Regions from separate parts of the Mus musculus genome. Here region 2 is linked to region 1. A link is a contact called in public promoter capture Hi-C data. All regions are on one chromosome and are shown on one strand. The core of a region is the stretch at or near the end of the contact, and the rest is flanking DNA. Distances in the headings are between cores, read along the strand shown. Region 1 holds the start of Prokr2 (prokineticin receptor 2). Region 2 holds the start of Fermt1 (fermitin family member 1).

Region 1 (4,503 bases), core at 394-2,893:
GAAATTTGGCTTGGAATTAGGACAGAATTTCTAGCCGTGCTTGAAATGGCCCTGAAGCAAGCTTACCATTTGTGCCATGTGTTTCTATAAAGAGCCATCCCAGCATTGACTATCACAAAAATCAAAGTATCATTCAACTCTGAAAGAATGTTCTAGATGCCGTATCAAATATTCAGCCAAGATTTAATTCTTTATGTAAAAATACGCAATCCAACTCATTACTATGCAAATTTGCTTTCCTCGTTCATAAATGGTAAAATTATATGCGTATCAAAGAATTGTTTTAAAATACATTAATGATTTATTATTAGTAAGTGTTTGAATTATATTCCTACTTTATACACGTACAAACCCAGGGTCGTGTAAGAAATTCTCTGGTGAATGAGGTCTTTCTAAATGGAAAAATTTAAGAAGCCCTGCTCTAGGATAAATCCTTTCTCCCCAGGTTGACCCCATGACTCTGGATCAGCTTCCGGACTCCTTCCTTAGGTTCCCAGATTCCCAACCACAGCCAACCCCGACTAAGGAGGAACTGAGCCTCGTCACAGTCTGTGTCTTTTGAAGTGGCTGCTTGAGACCAGATTGAATTGATAACAGCCTCCTAAGAGTGGGTGGGGGATGACCAGGGAGTTTAGGGGCTGTCCATTGCTTGAGAACTCCCTTATAATCCTAGTGTCCCGAGACATCCACAGAAGGGAGACAAAATAGAGTCTCCAAAATGCTAGCTCCCAGGAGGTAGCTGCTATGGGGCAAGCGAGGGGCTGGAGAGAGGACTCCAGCCTGACTTAGTCTGTCTCAATGAACTGCCTTCCTCTCCCACCTCAGCACACCAGCCAGTGCGGGAGCTACGGGAGCAACGGGTAAGGGTAGCAAGAAGCTATCAAACTGGATAGCGAGGTCTGCCCAGTTTTACGAGGGAGAGCGCTGGGGGACAGGAATCGCCACTCTGCCGGCGTTAGTGAAACCCCGATTTGCTACACAGGAATCAGCCGCACGCTCCACCCTACCTGAAAAGCGGGGTTCCAGTGGAGTCTGGATCCCAGTGTCCTCCCTCTGGGGCGTCTATTGGTCTCCCAAAGATCGCCACCGGGGACCAATAAGCGGGAGTTCCAGCCGCCTTCTCATCACCAGCCCGTAGACTGTGGGAAGAGGGAGCCCGTTTGAAGGTTCCCACGTCTCTCACTCACTCAGTGCAACACTGGTACAGGATTAGGTACCCAGTGGGGAATTTAAGCTCAAGAAACAAAGCCGGGCACCAGAGGTGCCTGCAGGGCGCAGGAAACACGCAGATACCCCCACCCTTGTCCGTACGCCTTCCACTGAGTCCGCGATTTCGGGGCTCCACTCCAGTCCCCTAGTCCCCAATCCCAGGGTTCGGAGGTAGGAGGTGATCTCCTGGAACAGACGCGGAGTGCCCCCAAGTCCGCCCGCCCGCCGCAACCCGGTACTCACTTGCCTCGGTGCTTTCAGGGACGCACTCCCTGGCCGGTGGCGCCACCATAGGTGGGCGCGGCCCGGGCTCTGGGAACACTAGCTCTGGTTGAGGCTTGCCTACTTGGTGGGCGTGTGTCGCTTGGTCCTGCTCTCCTCGCATCAGTCTTTCTGGAGTTGCTGCTTCGCTCTGCAGCTCATCCAACAGCCCCGGACCCAGCCCAGGTGTCCCGCCCCTCCCGGCGCCCGACTCCGCCCCCCGAGACCCGCCTGCCTCCTAGATCTACTGAATTAGGGTCTCAGACTTCCGGGTGGTCCTTCCAAGGGTTTTGTAAGCTCTTGAACCCGTTGTGACCTCAGCAGCTGGCCATCCTTGAGACGGAGCACTGTCCTCTGCAAGCATTTGTGGCTTCCACTAAGTGTGCAGAGTTGGAGTGTGTGTGTGTGTGTGTGTGTGTGTGTGTGTGTGTGTGTATGTGTGTGTCTACAAGTTCCCAGAGCCAGCAAGTAAGGGGTGAAGCCTAGTCTTCCCTTAGAAGTGATGCAGGAGAGGCCCCCCATATGCAATCCAGACCTTAAGAGGCAAAGCTGGAAATTAGTGGTGGCATGGCTTGCCCTGCATGAAACTTCAATTCTGAGGTTCTGGTCTAAACTGGGATGATCTTTCCTGTAGTGTCCTTGGCTATTCAAAGACAATCCGAGTCTAACCTCCAGCCTATCTGAGGCTACCCAGAGCCCCTACTTTATTTCCAGAGGAGTTATTTTATTTCTCCCAGAAATAAAATTACCCCCACTAAAGCAGGAACTGTGTGCTGGCCACAGAGAACATTTTCTAAATGAGACCTGTCCGATAAGCTGACAATTTAAACTACCCATATAGAGGACTTGGAAAAGTATTTGGAATTGGTCATTCTGTGGTTCTGCCTGTCCTACCTTATGTGAAACTAACCCACTGTCCTGCCCTCCTGTATCCTCTTCGCTGCTACGATGGAGTCAGGAGGCCTGGCTTCTTTCCTCCCAGGGACAGGCTGTGGTTCGGCTGGCGCGGTGGCTGGTAAGTACATCGTCCAGACTGCAGGAAAGGCTTTGCTGTTTTGCTTTGGTTTTGTACAAAGCAAAGTGGAGTTGACTGACACTGTAGCCGGATTTCTGAACATCCTCTTTAGGTCATTCTTTCAAAGGTGCTTGCTTATCAACTTCAGCTATTGGCTTCAACTCTCCTGACCCACGTCTACCCGCACACCCCTTTATATGGGACAAACAGACCCTCTGGTGTACTCACAGCATTCTCCAAGGTAGATTTAGGTCAGGGTCTCATTCAGACAGATCAAGAAGCCCATAGTTGTCATGCTAGCAACTTGATGTCCTGATCTCAACATAATAGACTTGTCAGGGAACCAGCATGGGGTGAAGCCATGAATCTTGGGTGAGTAGGGGAATTGAAAGATTGGAGATTTCTCAGTATACAGTTGAAGACTACTTTGTGTCCTAACTTTGGCACATGAGAAGTCCTAGGAGATGAACCATAGTAACCCCTATGCTACACACACACACACACACACACACACACACACACACACACACACACGCCGCCACCACCACCACAAAGTGTGTTCCCTGGAAGGCACACCATTATTATTCAGGACATTGGAGTGGTTTAATGCCGGCACAGAATAACATCCTTCTAAAGGGCAACACTGAATTGTTGGTAAGCCTGAGATTGCCATATTGAACTCCATTAAGTCACCCCTTCCTACCACCACAGTACTTGAATAATACTGTGACTTGAATTAAGTCAGTGTACGCAGAGGAGAAAAGGCATAGGGCCTGTCCTAGTTTATTCTGTTGCTATGATAAAACACTCTGACCAAAAGCAAACCGGGGAGGAAAGGGTTAATTTGGCTAATGTTCCCTAGTTACAGTTTATCTCTAAGAGAAGTTAGAGCAAGAACTTAAGGCAGAAGCTTGAAGCAGAAACCACAGGGGAACACTGCTTCCTGGCTCATTCATAGGCTTAAGCTCATTCAGCTAGTTTTCTTGTGTAGCCTAGGCCCACCTTCCTAGGGATGGTGCCACCCATAGTGGGCTGGGCCCTCCCACAGTAAGACAATCTCTCAGAGACATGGCCATAGGCCAATAAAAGTGATTCTTTTCTGGAGTATGGCTTCCCACCATACATCCCCTGAAAATAATGGATGGCAGAGGTAAAGATTCCACTACAAAGTTACTGGTGAGGAATTGGGACACATAGCTTGATTGTGGTACCTATGTCCTTATGAAGTGTCATACTGCAGGACAGTTTCTCAGCCAATAGCAAACTCAACACAATTCAAAAATTAAAACACATAAAATGATATCATATAAAATAGCATTCTTTCCCATCCACCTTGTATGCACAGTTTTTCCTGTTTTTCCAAGGGGTATCTGTAATCTAATATATATATATTTATGGCTTCTTCACCTTTCTACTATAACATAGTCTATTGTACGGATACACTGTTGCTACCTTTTACAACCCACACTGCTGGATATGTTGGTTTGACAGGTTCAAGATGTCTGTAAAATTACAGATTAAGTTATTTCCAATTTTTTGTTCTTATAGTGTTGTGGTATTGAATGGTGTGCGTATTATAGCTCATCAGTGACCGAGTACACAGAGCATCTTTGGGTGCATGTACAAGGATATTTGTATGACAAATTCCCAGAAGTGGTATTGCTGAGTCAAAGCATAAAAGCATTTGTACAAGGCTTTGTGGTGGATCTTGTCACAAAGAGCTCCGTGGGGCTCTATTAAGCCGTCTGTTGGACAGAGGTCAAGGCCACACATTCGATTGATGAACACACGTTTGTTTAGAGAAGCAGTATTCCAAAGCAAGATTTCTCAGTAATGTTTCCTCCCCTCAGTCCTGTAGCCATGGTGACCTTTCAGTCTTTCAAAGTATGGGAGGGAGGGACTCTGTTCTTAAAAAACAAATCTATTCCATCATTTTTTTTTATGTCTGTGTGTCTCTTGTAGAATCACACTAAGAAATCAAACTAAGACTGTGCTGTTGCTATTGACACATTGGCAGG
Region 2 (4,897 bases), core at 481-2,980, 560 kb after region 1:
CCCCTTACTCTAAACTTACATCACTCTGAGAAACGTCCTTGGTGATTTTGCAACAACAGAAGAGAAAACTCTTAACACGCGAATGAATTCTAGCTTTTTAACAACACCTATCATTTCTACAAACAGATCAGCAGTGAAGAGACAATAAAAACAGCCTCTTCAGGGCCAACTCGACACGGAAGAGCCTTGCAATGTCCAAAATGCTATTTCTTTTCTCTCTTCTTTTCTTTTCTTTTCTTTTCTTTTCTTTTCTTTTCTTTTCTTTTCTTTCTTTCTTTCTTTTTTTTTTTTTTTGAGGCTGAGTTTCAAATAATGTTTTGCACATAAAAAGCTAACTTTATTTTTTTAAAAAAGATGATTTAGTTTTGCTCATTTTTCTGGGCCTTCAGGGTCAATTTTAAAACAAAGGACACAGGGTCCTTAGTTTTCCTGATTGGAGTGATTAACCCATTTGTATAGAAAATGGACAGATCCCTTACAACGAAAATTCCTCCTAAAATGAAGACGAGCTGGTTTTCCCACATTCCTTTCCTATCTCTCTGCGCCTTCAGTTTGGCCTGAGGTTCTCATCCTCAACAACAAGTTGTTACTTGTGGAGCAAACTTCAGCTGGGTGGAAGCTCACCCATGGAGACCGAAATAGGAGGCAACAAGGCACCTTGGATTTACCTTCCCTGGTGAAGGTCGCTCCGCCCCGGTTCAAAGAGAATGCGGGGAAGAAAAAAGAAAAAAAAGTCCGGAATATAACACGGACGCTCGGTTTGGCAGGGTGTCGCAGGGTTCTAGGTGCCCAGTCACCTGTCCTTTGCCCATTAATGAAAGCAGCCCGCGCCGACCGAAAGCGTTCCTGTGCACGATCAGATTCCTGGGCCCGAGGTGATCACCTCCAGACAAAATTATTTCAATTCAACAACCGTTTAACTGCACAGAGCTGCAGAAAAGAAGGGGGCAGAGGTCCCAAGTCTTCGCGGTGAGAGTTCCAGCCTGGCTAATCCCAATCCTCAGCGGGAGAGCTCACCTGCTATGGAGCCTGCCGCGTCCAGTCTGCAGCTCGCACGTGGACAGCTGCGTCCCCAGAGGCCGCCTTGGGCGAGCAGGGGTCTCGCGGGACCGCACCAAGGTACAGCGGGTCCAGTGATGTTGCGGGGACCTCGCGACAGCCAGTAGAGCTGCTGGAGTCCTCCTCCCAGCACCCAAGCACGGTCCGAGTCCCGGGGCCACAGCTTGGCGGCGCAGGCTAGCGCGGCGGGCAGGTGGGGGCACGTCCAGCCCAGCCTGCTAGGTCTTGCTCTCGCTCCGAGTAGGAGAAGGCTGCAGATACAATAAGGGTTGAAGGGAGCCGCAGGGCTGCTCCAGACAGGAGCCAAGCAGCCTGGAACACACTCCTCCCCTCCCGCCTCCACTTTTGTATGGCCTTTCCTGGACGCCGCCAACGTTCTGGGTACCCTGAAGCCCTGGTACTGGCCCAGGACCCAAGGCCCAGCCTTTTTCTCTGCCTCTTAGGTAAATTCGTCACTGATACCCGGGGCCAGGGAGAATCCCTTCCTGTCTGCAACTGTCTATCTATGCAGAGTTCTGGAGCAAGCCTGACCAGACAGGTGGCATGCACAGAGGCGATTCACCTCTGAGTAAAAGGGTGATGTCAGTCCTCCAAAAAAGGTGAGGTCTGGCAGGAGGAAGCCCCCTCTGATCAGACTGAGCTCCAAGCCAAAGGCTGGACCACTCCTAGAGTGGCTCACCGCAGGCAGTCATCTGTTATTTTCCTGTTAGATTCTCCAGACAGCTGCCCGCCCAGGAAGTGTGGGAGACTTTGGGTAATTCCCCCCCTCCCCCTGTACAGCGTACATTAGGTTGAAAGCTTACTGTGCCAGGCCTGGGGCAGGGCCCTGGGGATACGGTGGTTAAGAAAACAATAGTTCTTTAACTGGAAATAAGTAGAAGGCTGGGTGGCAGCCGCTCCTTGGGAAACTTTATGCATCATGCCGCATCAATGGTACGCAGTATGTGTACCAATGAGGTGACTCTGCCGTTAACTTCTTAAATCGAAAATATCCCGAAATTTATAGCCAAATCTTTGTTGTTGTTGTTGTTGTTATTCGAACATCACAATATTTAGGAACTGTTTTGGCTTGCAAGTATTTTACATTTGAATTAAAAGTTCGGTGGTATAGAGCTTTCCAGGACACACACCACTCTACATTCTAGCCCCAATCCCTAAATAAATAGACATCATTTGAACTTTATTAACAATTGCAGGGTCTTAAGGGCAGAGGGCTAGGTTCCGTGGCAGAGCACCTGTCCCTGAGTTCCTTCCTCGGCATGCACAGAAGAAATTTTACTAATAAAATCATTAAGAATTTAGGGTAAATACTGCCAGTTTTATGTCAATTTGACAGCAAGCTAGAGTCATCGGAGGAGGTGACGTTAATGAGATTGCCTCTGTAAGATCTGGCTGTAGGCAAACCTGTAGAGCATTTCCTTAAGTAGTGATTGATGTGGGACACCCCAGCCCGTTGTGTGTGGGGCCACCCCGGGGCTAATAGTCCCGGGTTCTACAAGAAGACAGGATGAGCCTCCCTGCTTTAGGTTTCTGCCCAAGAGTGGGGGTGGGGTGATAGGATGGAGTGTTGGGGTAGTGGCCAGGTGAGGTGCTGGGAGGTAATGTAGTGTTCCTGACCTGACGTTCTCCGATTATGAACGTAGATATGGAAGTGTAAGCAAAATAACCCCTTTCCTCCCCAACTTGCTTTTGATAATGGTGTTTCATCACAGCAACCGTGGCCCTAACTAAAACAGAGGAAGTTTCTTAGTACAGTTAGCCATAGGGATGGGGCTGTCACCTGACTCTGCTTTTCCCAGGTCAATCTGCTTTGACTTTGGGCAGCCGGCATTCCTTTCCTGACCTGCTTTCTGAGAACTCTGCTCCTGGGCAATCAGACCTGAGCCTGTACAGGTTCAAGGTCTGCAGTGTGACCTTAGAAGATTAATGGCTCTTTTACTACCTGTGCAGGTTTCCCATCCCACCGAAAATTGCAATAAACCTATACTAAAGAAAATTGTATTAAAGAATCCCTTTGGATTGCACTAAAGAATTCAGCAACTTTTAGGTGTCCTCCTTGCTGTTATTTTAAAAATTTATACAGATGCTCCTCGACTTTGATAGGATCACATCTCCAAAAGCTCATTGTAAGTTGACAGAATCTTGAAGTAGAAATGAATTTAATACTCAGTCTTCAAATATGGTTGGTAGCAAGGTTTACCAGAGAATAGTGGTTTTTTTCCTCCCTCATGAGAGGGTGGCTGGCTGGCTGCTGTCCCCAGCAACAAGGGAATATGTTCCGGCTCCCAATCTTAAAGCAATGCTTATTGCATCTGAACCTTGAGTTTTCAACCATGATTACAAAAACAAAACAAAAACAAAAACAAAAACCAGCCACCATTCTCAGAAGGGTTTTGCAGTTATTGCAGTTCATTTAAACAGAATATAATATATGTATTATTCTGTGTCTGTCTTGTTTGGTTAAATATATTTGTGATTTTCTTCCATAACATGTATCCTAGACTTGTGATATAAAATTTTACTTATCACTTGGTTATTTTAAGTTTTCTGAAATGGGTAGAGATCATGAGTACAAGATGGATTAGAAAGTGCATTCTAGACTTTAACATTTCACACCCTTCCACACACCCATGTACACATACACACACCCACATATATACAAACATACCTATGCCCATGTACACATATCCACACACCCATACTCAGGTACACACACACACACATCCTTTATAACCCCCACCCACCCACCTACACACATATACACACCTACCCTCTTTTTCTCTTTAAAACACAAGCAGAATCAATACTGAGTCTTTTATTTAATTAATTAATGCATATTAATCAGCGGTGAACTTAATCTGCCTATTTATTCCCTTAGTCATGGTGTTAGCTAGATGTGGACCTAGACGAGGTAACACAAAAGGAAAACACACAGTGACTTATCGTCAAATTTTACATGTAGTGTGGAGGAATAGGAACTAGAGAGGTCTAATTCTGCCAGGTGTATACAGTGGAGGCGTGGCTCGAGAATTGGCTTCAGAAAGAAGATGACTCATTTCCTTACTGGTCTTCAACAACTTCACCATGTGTGTAACGTGTTCTGGTCATAGTTACCTCTCCTATCACCGGCTCAACTTCTATCAGACCCCCCTCCCCTTCTTCCTGGCAAGCTCCTCTCTCTCCCTCCTCTTTCCCCTCCCCTCCTCCTCCCTCCCTCTTTCTCTCTCCCTCTCCCCCCCTCTCTCTGGCGACATGCTGAGTTTAACCAGGGTTGCTGTGTGCACACATGTAATCACAGCTGCGGTGAGTTCATGAGCTGCATGGCTATGCCATATGCAGAAGATGGCGTTTTATAGCATTTTTCTGCACAGCCCAGTCTTACATTCTTTTTATACCCTTTCTGATGTTTCCTGATACCTGGAGCAGGGCGGGACATAAATGTACCTCCCAGGGCTCATCACTCAAATGATTCACATCATGTTTTTTTTTATTTTAAAATTTTTATTAGACATTTTCTTCATTTACATTTCAAATGCTATCTCTAAAGCCCCCTATACCCCACCCCCGCCCTCCTCCCCAACCCACCCACTCCCGCTTCCTGGCCCTGGCATTTACCTGTATTGGGGCATATAATCTTTGCAAGACCAAGGGCCTCTCCTCCCAGTGATGGCCGATTAGGCCAACCTTCTGCTACATATGCAGCTAGAGACACGAGCTCAGGCGGTACTGGTTAGTTTATATTGTTGTTCCTCCTATAGGGTTGCAGACGCCTTTAGCTCCTTGGGTACTTTCTCTAGCTCCTTCACTAGGGGCCCTGTGTTCCATCCAATAGATGATT

Evidence for each region. Promoter capture Hi-C pulls out the DNA fragments that hold promoters and counts their contacts.
Region 2: a contact with region 1 is called in a promoter capture Hi-C map of embryonic stem cells, with 2.7 times the contacts expected there. The contact joins the promoter of Fermt1 here to the promoter of Prokr2 in region 1. A contact is called at or near these places in 7 of 39 promoter capture datasets (3T3-L1-derived adipocytes, embryonic stem cells, hippocampal neurons and 3 more) and 1 of 115 datasets of contacts at active chromatin or transcription factors (pancreatic cancer cells).

What each region holds. Positions count from the first base shown.
Region 1 is chr2:132,383,804-132,388,306 of GRCm38.p6, forward strand. It overlaps Prokr2 (prokineticin receptor 2), which reads right to left and starts at 1,644. Exons shown (of 3, transcript NM_144944.3): 1 at 1,453-1,644.
Region 2 is chr2:132,944,306-132,949,202 of GRCm38.p6, forward strand. It overlaps Fermt1 (fermitin family member 1), which reads right to left and starts at 1,731. Exons shown (of 15, transcript NM_198029.2): 1 at 1,018-1,731. Gm14102 (a long non-coding RNA gene) reads left to right here and starts at 1,447. Exons shown (of 3, transcript XR_001783483.1): 1 at 1,447-1,502.